Linked DNA regions of Mus musculus: region 2 is linked to region 1. The links are chromatin contacts, called in public HiChIP or PLAC-seq maps. All regions are on one chromosome and are shown on one strand. The core of a region is the stretch at or near the end of the contact, and the rest is flanking DNA. Distances in the headings are between cores, read along the strand shown.

The links. HiChIP or PLAC-seq counts read pairs in DNA pulled down with a chosen protein or histone mark.
Region 2: an H3K27ac HiChIP or PLAC-seq map of the HPC-7 cell line shows a contact between it and region 1, with 5 times the contacts expected there. The contact joins two enhancer-like sites. A contact is called at or near these places in 1 of 39 promoter capture datasets (cranial neural crest), 1 of 15 datasets of contacts at CTCF or cohesin (the NIH/3T3 cell line), 1 of 484 Hi-C or Micro-C datasets (nephron progenitors), 4 of 115 datasets of contacts at active chromatin or transcription factors (the HPC-7 cell line, astrocytes, bone marrow-derived macrophages and 1 more) and 2 of 9 other capture datasets (liver and pancreatic islet).

Annotation. Positions count from the first base shown.
Region 1 is chr10:60,563,769-60,569,048 of GRCm38.p6, reverse strand. All of the region lies in intron 7 of Cdh23 (cadherin 23 (otocadherin)), which reads left to right. Among named protein-coding and RNA genes, the nearest start is that of Gm51803, 120 kb to the left of the region's middle. Within about 2 kb of position 2,163, at least 68 of the 459 cell types and tissues checked have an H3K27ac peak or open chromatin away from gene starts, as enhancers often do. A contact at or near this core is called in the HPC-7 cell line and bone marrow-derived macrophages, where this site is marked.
Region 2 is chr10:60,736,444-60,741,797 of GRCm38.p6, reverse strand. The region is part of intron 2 of Slc29a3 (solute carrier family 29 (nucleoside transporters), member 3); the gene reads left to right. Among named protein-coding and RNA genes, the nearest start is that of Slc29a3, 14 kb to the left of the region's middle. Within about 2 kb of position 2,012, at least 80 of the 459 cell types and tissues checked have an H3K27ac peak or open chromatin away from gene starts, as enhancers often do. A contact at or near this core is called in the HPC-7 cell line and bone marrow-derived macrophages, where this site is marked.

The sequences.
Region 1 (5,280 bases), core at 914-3,413:
TCCCAGAACCTTGACCCCTAATCCCCTCACTCACCATGCATATAATGTCTAGGGAAACTGAAGCCCAGACAGGAGACAGTTGACATTCAGGGATGCATCATGATTGGTGAGGTACTGGCCCCAAAGTTGTTTCACCCCCCACCCCAACCTTGGGCTCCTGTCTTGTTCAGTACGGTTGTTTCTTTTTGAATCTTGAATTAATCTGATTTTAGCAACACAGTATACTAGGTGAGGGCATTGGGGTGGTCTGATGGCAAAGGGAATGCTTTCTAGCAAATGACAGGCAGCTACAAAAACTCCCTGCTTGGTGGGGGTGGGCGACGTTAGCTCACAGGAGTTGGCAGTCAGTCTTCTCAGCTTGTGTTTGCTTTTCTTTACAAAAGTACATTTGTGTTTCTGAAGCGCACCAACAAACGGTGGCTGTCCCACTATACTAAAGCCTCACCGAAGCCCGGGGAGGCTGGCAGGGCACAGACTCTTGTAGCTGGACTACAATGGGGAAAGTGAGGTAGAGGAGGGGACCTACTGAGTCTCCCATTTGTCAAGAGCAGAATCAGAACTGAGCAACACATTGGAATCTAAGATCAAAAGCCCTGGGCTGTGTAACCCTGAGAAGATGGGTTGCTTGTCTCTGGGTGATCTAGGGAGATCCCAGTACCTGACCCTGCCAGTCAGGACCTAAGCCCCAGGTCACTGGTGAGGTCTCTCCCCATGTTGTCTCCCTACCTGCTTGATGCTCTGACTCCCTTCCCAGCTAGCAGGGCAAATGAATGACCTTGACCTACAGACAGCACACTACAGTCTGGTCCTCTTTGTGACATCCCAGCTAGGCTATCAGAGTAAACACACTGATGTACTCTGGGGGCTCTAGGGCAAAACTGGCTTACTTTCGAGCCCAGCCTACCGGCAACTTGGAACCCAGGTCTCTCCAAGCAAGGAAGCAACCCTCCTAAAAACCAGGGTGTCACTTCCAAGCCAAGCAAGCCATGCTCTGTGGCTCAGCACCCACTTCCCTGCCCTTGTGGCAACTGATAGACACACTCCAAGCCTGAGTTCAAGTTCCCAGGCCCTCCGCCTTCATCCCTCCCCCTGCCTCTCCTCCTCCTCCTCCTCCTCCCCCCTCCTCTCTCCATGTGACCTCTCTTCCTCCTCTTCTTCCATTTACCCTGTTCTCTGACCCCTCTTCTTTGTCTCTTTTCCTCCAGCCTTTTCTCCTTCTCCATCTCTGCTCACCTTTTCCTTCCTTCTCTACTCCCGGAGGGTGGGATGCACCTAGCAGAAGAGCAAGCATCCATGGCTTCTTAACACTTTTTCTGCCAGGATCCTAGTTGAAACCATGGGCCTCTTTTTTTTCTGGGAACCTGGGAGTCTTGAGAGGGTAGCCTGGGACTGGCCACTCACTGAGCACTGGGGAGCTCTCACAACCTCAGAGTCAAGTCGTAGAGAGATGCCTCCAGTTGTTAGGGTAAAGTGCAAGGCCTGGGGCTCTCTCAAAGACCAGAGTGCATATTTTTCTAGGCCTCTGGGCTCCTGGGGCTGCACTGGGAGAACCCACCAAGTCAGAGGAGAGCAGATGGCAGCTCTTTTCTTCATTTTGTGGCACAAAATGTGTCTGTGCTTTCTAGATTTTAGTCACAGAGTGTGCACTCCATCCCAGCATCCATGGTCCTTGGAGAGTGATGGCAGCTGGGATCCCCCACATATGACTACACATAGACTCTTGTGGATGAGCCTATCTGGCCCCCACTATCCCAAGAAGTTGTATACTCATCTCCCCAGAAGATACTGGGGCAGTGGTCTCCCCATTTCAACCTTTCCCAAACTGCTTTGGAAAATGACAAGAGAGAAAGTCCCAAATGAGACAGGGAAGACTTTCAGAATTGAAAATCCCCATTCCCTTCTCCAGCCACTGCTGGCTGTGGCCCTAACCTGGGAATTCCCAGCATCCCCCCGGGCTAGTGGCCTCACAATGCTCGGTAACTTCCCATCCTACAGAGAACTGAGATGGAGCTGGGACTCCAACAAGGTTCTATGTCGGGCCTTAGAAAGACGACTCCCTCCTGGGTTCCCATTGCCGTTTCTGTCCCTTAGCCTGACTCTTGAGACCTTCGTTACCTCTCCAGTCCTTGGGTTTCAGGAAGTGGGTTTTAGAGAGGGCCCCACAGCTTCCGCCAGCCTGGCTTTCCCTGGCAGAGCAAACACTCCCGAGAGCGCATGCTTCTCATGCAGCTTGTAGCCTCTTTCGAAATAGACAGCCATCAGGTTCATATGGATCCTTCCAGCCCCCTTCTGTCCCTAATAATCCCTCCTCTGGGGCGGTATCGATTCTCAGCTGCAGGTTGCCTCTTGGTATGCGGGAGCCTGGTTTGGGGTGGATAAATCGCTGCGCTGTCATCTTCACGCGGCAATTACCCGCTCTGATTCCTCTCCTCCAGCCACGCAGACACCCGCTTATCGACAACATGCTCGCTCAAGCCCCAGCCAGCTGGGCAGGGAGCCCCGTGGACCTGTAGGAGCAGAGACTCTGGCAAGGCAAGCTTAGACCCCCACCCCCACCCCAGCTCTGAAGCTGGACACAGTGGGGAGATGTTGAAAGGGAAGTCTGTTCACTACAGATATTGAGGCACCCCTGTGGGCATGTAGGTGGAACCCTGCATCTTTTCCTGCGTCTCGCATTCGCATGTAAAGAAAGTCATCCCACAGCTGTTCTTTTTCATTGTGCTCCCTGTTGGGGCTTGGAACCTGGACCCAGCTTACGGGCTAGTGGACACCTTCTACAAAGCACCGCCTAGTAAGTAGTTAGAATTCTCCTAGGGTCTCTGTTGCAACCATTAAGCTTCCTGGCCACACAAAAGCAATTATAGATGGTATATATACAGGTAAGTCCAGCCTGGGACACACACACTGGATACAGGCCATGTGACCAAGGATGACAATAAATGTGACACAAATGTTTAACTGTAAAGCTTACTAAAACATGATGATAATTTTTATCTATCTATCTATCTATCTATCTATCTATCTATTTATGGTGATTAGACTGCATGGGTCTGGAACATGAACTTTGGAAATGTTCAGAGATGACAGATGTCAGCATCACAGGATTGGGCACACCTGAAAGATGCATGAGCATGGCTAGGCCACAGATGCTGAGCTCGGATCTTATGCAATTTCCATGAGCTATGAAATACTATCTCCAGATTCCCTCCCCCCCCAACACACGCGTGGAAACGTTGGTGACGTGCACAAACACAGGCTGTGTGGGCCAAGTCCAGCCTCAACCATAGATTGTTCACCCCCTAATACTTTGATTTTTATCTATCCAGTCTGTCTGTCTGCCTGCCTGCCAGTCTGTGTGTTTGAGTGAATGTGAGAGTGAGTTAAACACACAGCCATGTGCATACCACAGTGTGGAAATCAGATAATGACTTGCAGGAGTCTGTTCTCTCTCTCCAGCACAGGTCCTAGGTCATGAGGCTTGCGCATCGAGGACTTTTACCTGCTGAGCCATCTCTCCCTGGCCCCTGATTTGATCTGTAGAGGATCCTAAGGATGTTTTTTTGTACTTGATACTCTTCCTGCTTCCATTCTCCAGATAAGAAAACCGAGGCCATCGGAGGGAAGCATCTTACCTCCCTGCAGCAGGGAGGGATGCTGTAGCTGCGGTCTCTCAGCAGGTGGAGACCCTCTGGAGTGTTCTATGTAGTTGTGTAGAGATACACAGTTGACCTTGCTTACTGAGGGGCATCCTGGGATCTCGGCCCCACAGCTGGAGCTAGATTCAGTTCTGTCACATATTTCTCTGGGACATCTGCTTTTTCCAGAGCATCTGCTTCCTCACGTGGGGGAAATAAAGAAAGTAAAGATTGTTGCTAAGCATCTTCCACCCTAAAAGTCACGGCTCACCGTGACCCTGATTGGCGCTTGAACCACTATCTTCAGTGGCATAATATGTATAGAGATCGTCAGCCCCAAGCCCACCGCCTCCTACAGCAGGACCCTGGCCTCACATCCCACCTGCCTGTCGATGCCAGAGTGCTTCAGTCTCCATTGACCATAAGTCCTGCTCTAGAGGTAGCCTCGCTGTGGTCTTTACAGCGAAGCTGAGCTCAGCGGACCCCCACCTGGGCAGGAAGCCAGGGAGATAAGACCAGCCAGGGCCTGGCCACTGATACCTGGCGTGAAATTGAAAAGCACTCGACTTCTCCCTCCACAGCCCGGTGCCTCCAGTGAGACAACGTAGCTGGGAACGGTGAATGAAATCGAGCAGCCGGGCCAGACTCCAGGCCTCCCTCCACACTCCAGTTCCCCTTATCCCTCCTAGGGGAGGTGAAGGCGCAGTCCAGTTTGCACGAACTCAGCCTCTTTAGGGATGCTGGCGGCTTTGTGCAGGCTACACTTTGCCCAGGAGGCTTGCGGATGCTTAGGGAGATGCATGTGAGTTTACAGATGCTGCCGCTCAAGGCCAACGTTGCTATGTAGCTCCAGGCTTGTGGCAGCACAAGGGTAGGGAGTGGCGAGCTGACCCAGCCCGAGTCAGAAGAATCTCTTCCTGAGGCCCTGTCCAGAGAAGGGCATTGAGGCCTGGGAGCTAAGGACCTGGTCTGGTATGCAAAGAAGCAAGTCACTTTTGGCCCCAGTTCCTGGAACGGGGCTTCTACATTAGGCCTGGCACGAGCCATGCTTGTCCCTCTCCAGAACTCAATTCCTCAGAAAGCCTGTAAGAAATATGGCTTACAGACTTAAGCGGGGCATACACAATTCACTCAGCGTCCAGCATCTCTGGTGTGGGTGCCAAGGGCCTTTGGCCAGCTGCAGCCTTGCTAGGTTCACAGATGACCAGTTTTCTCTCTTCTTGATGGTAGCTGAACTAATTTGTGATTCACTCTTGTGTGTGTGTGTGGGGGGGGGGGGTGCAGATTCCTGTCTTCAACATCCGAGCCAAGCAGTTTGCCTTTCTTCAGCATCCTGATTTGGACCCAAATCACTTCACTCTCCAGGCCACAACTGGCAAGGAAAAAGATTCTTTGCCCATCTTGCAAATGGGTCAATAGAAGCTGGCATGGACACTTGAGCCCCAAGGTGCAATTTAGGGCCCAGGGTGAAGTTGGGCATCAGCACCCCGTTGCTAACCAGGACTCCGCATTGGGAGAGGGGCTTGGGGGGGGGGATGCTAAAAGCTACTGATTCCTGGTCATGTGGTCCCTGCAAAGTAGCAGGGCACTGGAGCTCGGAGTGAATGTAAAGTGAGTCTTTAGGCATCTTGGAAGGTGTCTGACT
Region 2 (5,354 bases), core at 763-3,262, 170 kb before region 1:
GGCGTAAGGGTCAGCTGCCCCACTCCATGCCAGCTACCCATTGCTCGGCCTGCGTGGATGGCTGCTGTAAGCCATTTGTGAAAACCCAGAACCAAAACTGAGTCATTTTGTAAGTTCCCCTGTCTACCCTCTGTCACTAACCACAGTCCAGCCAGCATGGTTCCCAGTGTCTAACACCTGTGATGCCCCTCCCCCACTGTGATGCCCCTCCCCCACCTGTGACGCCCCTCCCCCTTTTGTTCTGCTTCCTGTGAAGCTGTCAGTCACAGCTCTGGCCCCCTCTGCAGCTCTCCCTCCCTTTTTTATCTCTTCCCACCTGCTTACCATCCTGGGCTCCATCTGTACGGCTGGCCGCTCAGGCCCATCCATCCCTTCCTCTCCCCCACCTCTCTCTGTCTGTCTTTGATGTTATTTCCTTTTGCATATATCTTTAGACTCTAGAGGCAATCTCCCCAGCATGATTGATAGAAAGAAGCCTGGGCCAAAGTGGTCGATGTCTTTTTATTTATTTATTTATTTATTTATTTATTTATTTTTTTGGTTTTTCGAGACAGGGTTTCTCTGTATAGCCCTGGCTGTCCTGGAACTCACTTTTTAGACCAGGCTGGCTTCGAACTCAGAAATCCACCTGCCTCTGCCTCCCAAGTGCTGGGATTAAAGGCGTGCACCACCACCGCCTGGAGGTCGATGTCTTTTTAATGTGGTTCATCGTTGTGAGTGAGCGGAGAGCAAAGCCAATTAGAGGCTTTGTACAAACTCAAAGTACTTTTCTTTTTTAAGATTTGTTTTATTTTATATATGTGAGTATACTGTTGGTCTCTTCAGATACCAGAAGAGGGCTTTGGACCCCATTACAGATGGTTGTGAGCCACCACGTGGTTGCTGGGAATTAAACTCAGGACCTCTGGAAGAGCAGTCAGTGCTCTTAACCACTAAGCCGTCTCTCCAGCCCCAGAGTACTTCTCCTAAGGGCAGTCTTCAGCTGAGAAAGTTCTGCAGGGACAGTGGAGGGTCTGGGTTTCCATTAGATTGTCAGTGGTGTGTGAGCGTGAGTGTGTGTGTGTGTTTGTGTGTGTGTATGTCTTTCTCTGTGTTGGTGTCTATGTGTCTATGTGTGAGTGAGTATATCTCTGTGTGTCCATGTGAGTCTGTGTGTGTGTCTGTACATGTTTGCGTGAGTGTATGAGTGTGTCTCTGTGTGTCTGTGTGTGAGTGAGTGTGTCTGTGTGAAGTGTATGTGTGTGTCTGTCTGTATCTCTGTGTTTACATGTGTGTTTGTGTGAATGTGTCTGTGTATGAGTGTGTCTCTCTGTGTGTCTATATCTGTGTTTGTGTGAATGTGTCTGTGTGTGTATGTGTCTGAGTGAGTATGTCTTGTGTGTATGTATGTCTGTGTGAGTGTGTGTGTCTATATGAGTGTGTGTATGTGTCTGTGTATGAGTATGTGTCTGCTGTGTATGAGTATGTGTGTGTGTCTGTGTGTGTGTGTATGAGTATGTGTGTGTGTCTGTGTGTGAGTGTGTATGTGAATGAGTGTACACATGTGTGTGCACCTGAATACGGTCACAACCTGTAGCTCTGACCACCACATGAATCTTCAGAGAAGTTTGTGGCCACAATGGAAACGCTGTGTGTGTAGGAGGAAGCACCTGGCAGGGCTAGCAGAGAGGCCCTGAACAGCCATGTCTCAGGCATGGCCCTTGTCCCTCAGATACATGGGCCCCACCTAGGGTCTATAGAAGCTGCCCTGTGTAGACATGGCTAAATGAGTTATAGGGGTTTTCTAAGGCCACCTTCCAATGTCCCCATGGCTTAGGAAGAAGAGAGACAAGCAGACTTGGACACTCATAGTGACTGTCTCTGGTGTGTGTGTGTGTGTGTGTGTGTGTGTGTGTGTGTGTTTCTCAGGCTCCTTTTTCTCTGGTCCTTCCTTCTGTGCCCCCCACCCCCCAGCCACTGTTTGGCTGGCTGTTTCCGGAGCGGGAGGAATAGAAAGAGGAACAGGAGAGATGTTGGCTTGTCCTACTGGGGCCTAGAGAAAGCTTGGCAGGGGTGGAGTGGGGTGGGTAGAAAGCACACTGCTGTGTTATACCTCCTCCTGAGGCAGGAGGATCATGGTTTGGGAGAGCCAGCCTTGGTTTGTGGGTTTTACTCTTATTAGTGAAGAGGAGCTTTGTGTCCATCTTTAAAAGTGAAGACATTAGCCAGGTGGTGGTGGCGCACGCCTTTAATCCAAGCACTCGGAAGGCAGAGGCAGGTGGATCTCTGAGTTCCAGGCCAGCCAGGACTATACAGAGAAACCTTGTTTTGAAAAACAAAAACAAACAAACAAACAAAAAAAGAGTAATGAGGGCAGGAGAGATGAGGACCTGAGGTCAGAGTCCCAGTACACACATAAAAATCCCACATGAGCAGTACGTGCGTGTAACTGCAGCCTTGAGGGAATCCAGGGTGCTTGCCAGCCAGTCTAGCCAAATCTGTGACCTCCAGGTTCAGCAGGAGACCCTGACTCAAAAATAAAATGAACACCTGGCATTGCCCTCTGACCTTCACACTCATAAATACCCATAAGAACACATACCACCCATGTATATATGTGTGTGTAAAATGAGATGAGACAGGGCCAGCCTGTAAAATCATCCTGTGAGGTCCCTGATACAGAGATCAAATACTTCAGGCTTGCCGGGCCCCAGGATACTCAGTAAAGCTACCATCGCAGGCAGGAGTGACAGGTGGGACCACATCCCTGTGTTTGCAGAAGGATGAGGGCCACCCTTGGCCCTCAGACTGGCTTTAGCCTACCTGTGTTGGTGCTACAGGCCTGGGCACAGATCAGCTTGTACAGGGTTGGGAGGTGCGTGTGGATGCCTCCCAGATGGGGCAGGTCTTTCTCTCTAACCCCACAGCCTGTCAAACTGGGAGGCTGGAACCAAGGCTCCGGGGAAGAACATCTTGCAGCCTTTGGGGTCTTAGGACCCTTGGCACCCCTGGGTCTGCCTTCCCCTCCCCCACCTCGTGTGCACAGCCTCTCTTTTAATGTGTGCCCTATGCTTTGGATATGAAGTTTACCTCCCTTCAAGGAAGGAAGATCCAAGACTTCCTTTCCAAATCAGGGCTCACCCCAGGGCCCTAAGGCTACCCTAGATCAGAGCGGGACTCCTGGACTCACTGTGGAAGGTGTAACAGATGATGTCAGAAGCATGAGGCTAGAGATGACCTGGCTGGGGGGGGGGGGGGGCTGGGACCCCATGCAGGAACAGTTTCCCATGGCAGCTTGGGAAGAAGGCAGGCAGAGCTCCCTACAGGGAGGACAGAGCCAAGGCTTTCTAGGAGTGCTAAGAAAAAGGAAGTAAAGAGCTGGCGGGGAGGGGGGCAGTGAGGTCAAAGTACCTTTTTTTTTTTTTTTTTTTTTTTTTTTTTTGGTTTTTCGAGACAGGGTTTCTCTGTATAGCCCTGGCTGTCCTGGAACTCACTTTGTAGACCAGGCTGGCCTCGAACTCAGAAATCCACCTGCCTCTGCCTCCCGAGTGCTGGGATTAAAGGTGTGCGGCCACCACGCCTGGCTTTTTTTTTTTTTTTTTTTTTTTTTTTTTTTTTTTTAAAGCTCTTGACCCACAGAGAAGGAAGAGCCAGCCAACAGAAATTGGGAGTCAGGCGGTCTTGTGCAATGGCTCGGCAGCAGAGGGAAGAGAGACAGTGATGGGGAGGGAAGAAGGAGTGCTCCCCTTCTGGTGGGGAGGGAAGAAGAAGTGCTCCTGCCTCCATGCAGACAGGGAAAGTAGGGCCTTCCAGGAGACTGGGGAGCTCTGCTGATCGTCTGGAAGGAACTATAAAGTATGGACAGGGACAGAGGCTAGGGAAGCCTTGCTCTTTGGAGAACAGATTTAGTCTCAGTTCATGTTGACCTTGGGCTATCTTCATAGCCCAAGATAGCCCAAGGGGTCAAGGTTTCCAGGGCTGAGGGAACCATTTGATTGGGCCTCCCCATCCTTAGGGACCTATGGTGACATATGGCTGGCTGCAGTTTTTTGAGGCTTTCCCATCTCTCCTCTGGACCCCTCCCCAGCCCCCTCAACCCCACTTGGAAGTGGCACAGCCACCAAGCATGTCCCAGTCCCATGTCCCCTCCATGGGACCTCAGGAGCACAGGAAGCCACTGTCTTCCCTCTGTTTACCTCTCAACTTGTCCAGATGGGAGTGGGCTGTTCCAGGATGAGGGTGCATCCTTAACACCCCAGGCCGTGGAACCAGACAGCTGAAGGCAGGAGCCTGCATGGCCAATCGTTCTTGGCTGCAGCCCGCTCACTGCTGCTAATTTCATGGCCCTGTGATCCAGGTAACGCTCTGCCGCCCTGAGCTACCATCCCCGGGCTGGAATCACTTTCCTTACCCTGCAGGAGCCCAGCTGCCTCCTCCACTGCAGACCTGAGGTGGGGGGGGCAACGCAGAACTGTTTGGTGACAGTAGTTTCAGATTCCGAGGCCGCTGAGGCTCGTGACTAATGTACTCTGCTTATATCAAAGGGCCCAAATGGCATTCCGAGGAGAGAATTTTACCCAAGGCCTGCCAGAGATAAACAGGCTCATTTCAGGGCCTCCCTGCCCAGAGAAACCTTCTTACCTGGACCCTGAGCCCAGAATCAGATTCTTCCAGAAGAGCAGCTTTAGCACGGGGCCTCTCAGCGAGGTGGCTGGAGGAAGTTCTCTGCTGGAAAATGGCCTCACATCTGGCCGGCTGGCTCCGCTAGGCTTTTGAATTCCATTTGAAGAGTGGTCCTCTGGTTCCTGGCTTTCACACCGGAGGACAGCAGATGAAAATGGCTCTCCTTATCACACTGCCAGTGAAGCACGTACCCCCTGCCCTGGCTAGGAGTGGCCTGTGCACACTCATGGGCCACTGGGAGACTGCTGGTACCAGCTACTCCTCAACCAGGCTCTGTCCATAGTTGGGGGTCTGTCACTTACCTACCTTGGAGGTTTAGGGGGTGCTGACGCCATCGGGAAGAAGGTTGGAAATCTGCCCACTGCTGTTCACCATGCTACCCTCAATCCAGCATGGTTTTGTGGTGCCGGGCACAGAGTGTAGGGTCTCACATATGCCAGGCAAGCACTCGGCCACCGAGCCACACTCCAGCCCATCTGTCCTCTTGAAAGTAATCTCTGCTTGACCACTCACCACTTCCATCTATCCCCTGGGGCCAATAGAGGCAAGAGTTTTCTTTTTAACACTGTGTAGAGCTCTTAGCCTGTGTAAATACCCATTGTACGAGGAGAGACAGTGCCTACATTCCTGGTCACCCCACAGACAAAGAGGAGAGGTATCAAGCCCCAACATTTGCTGCCTTGGGGCAGAAG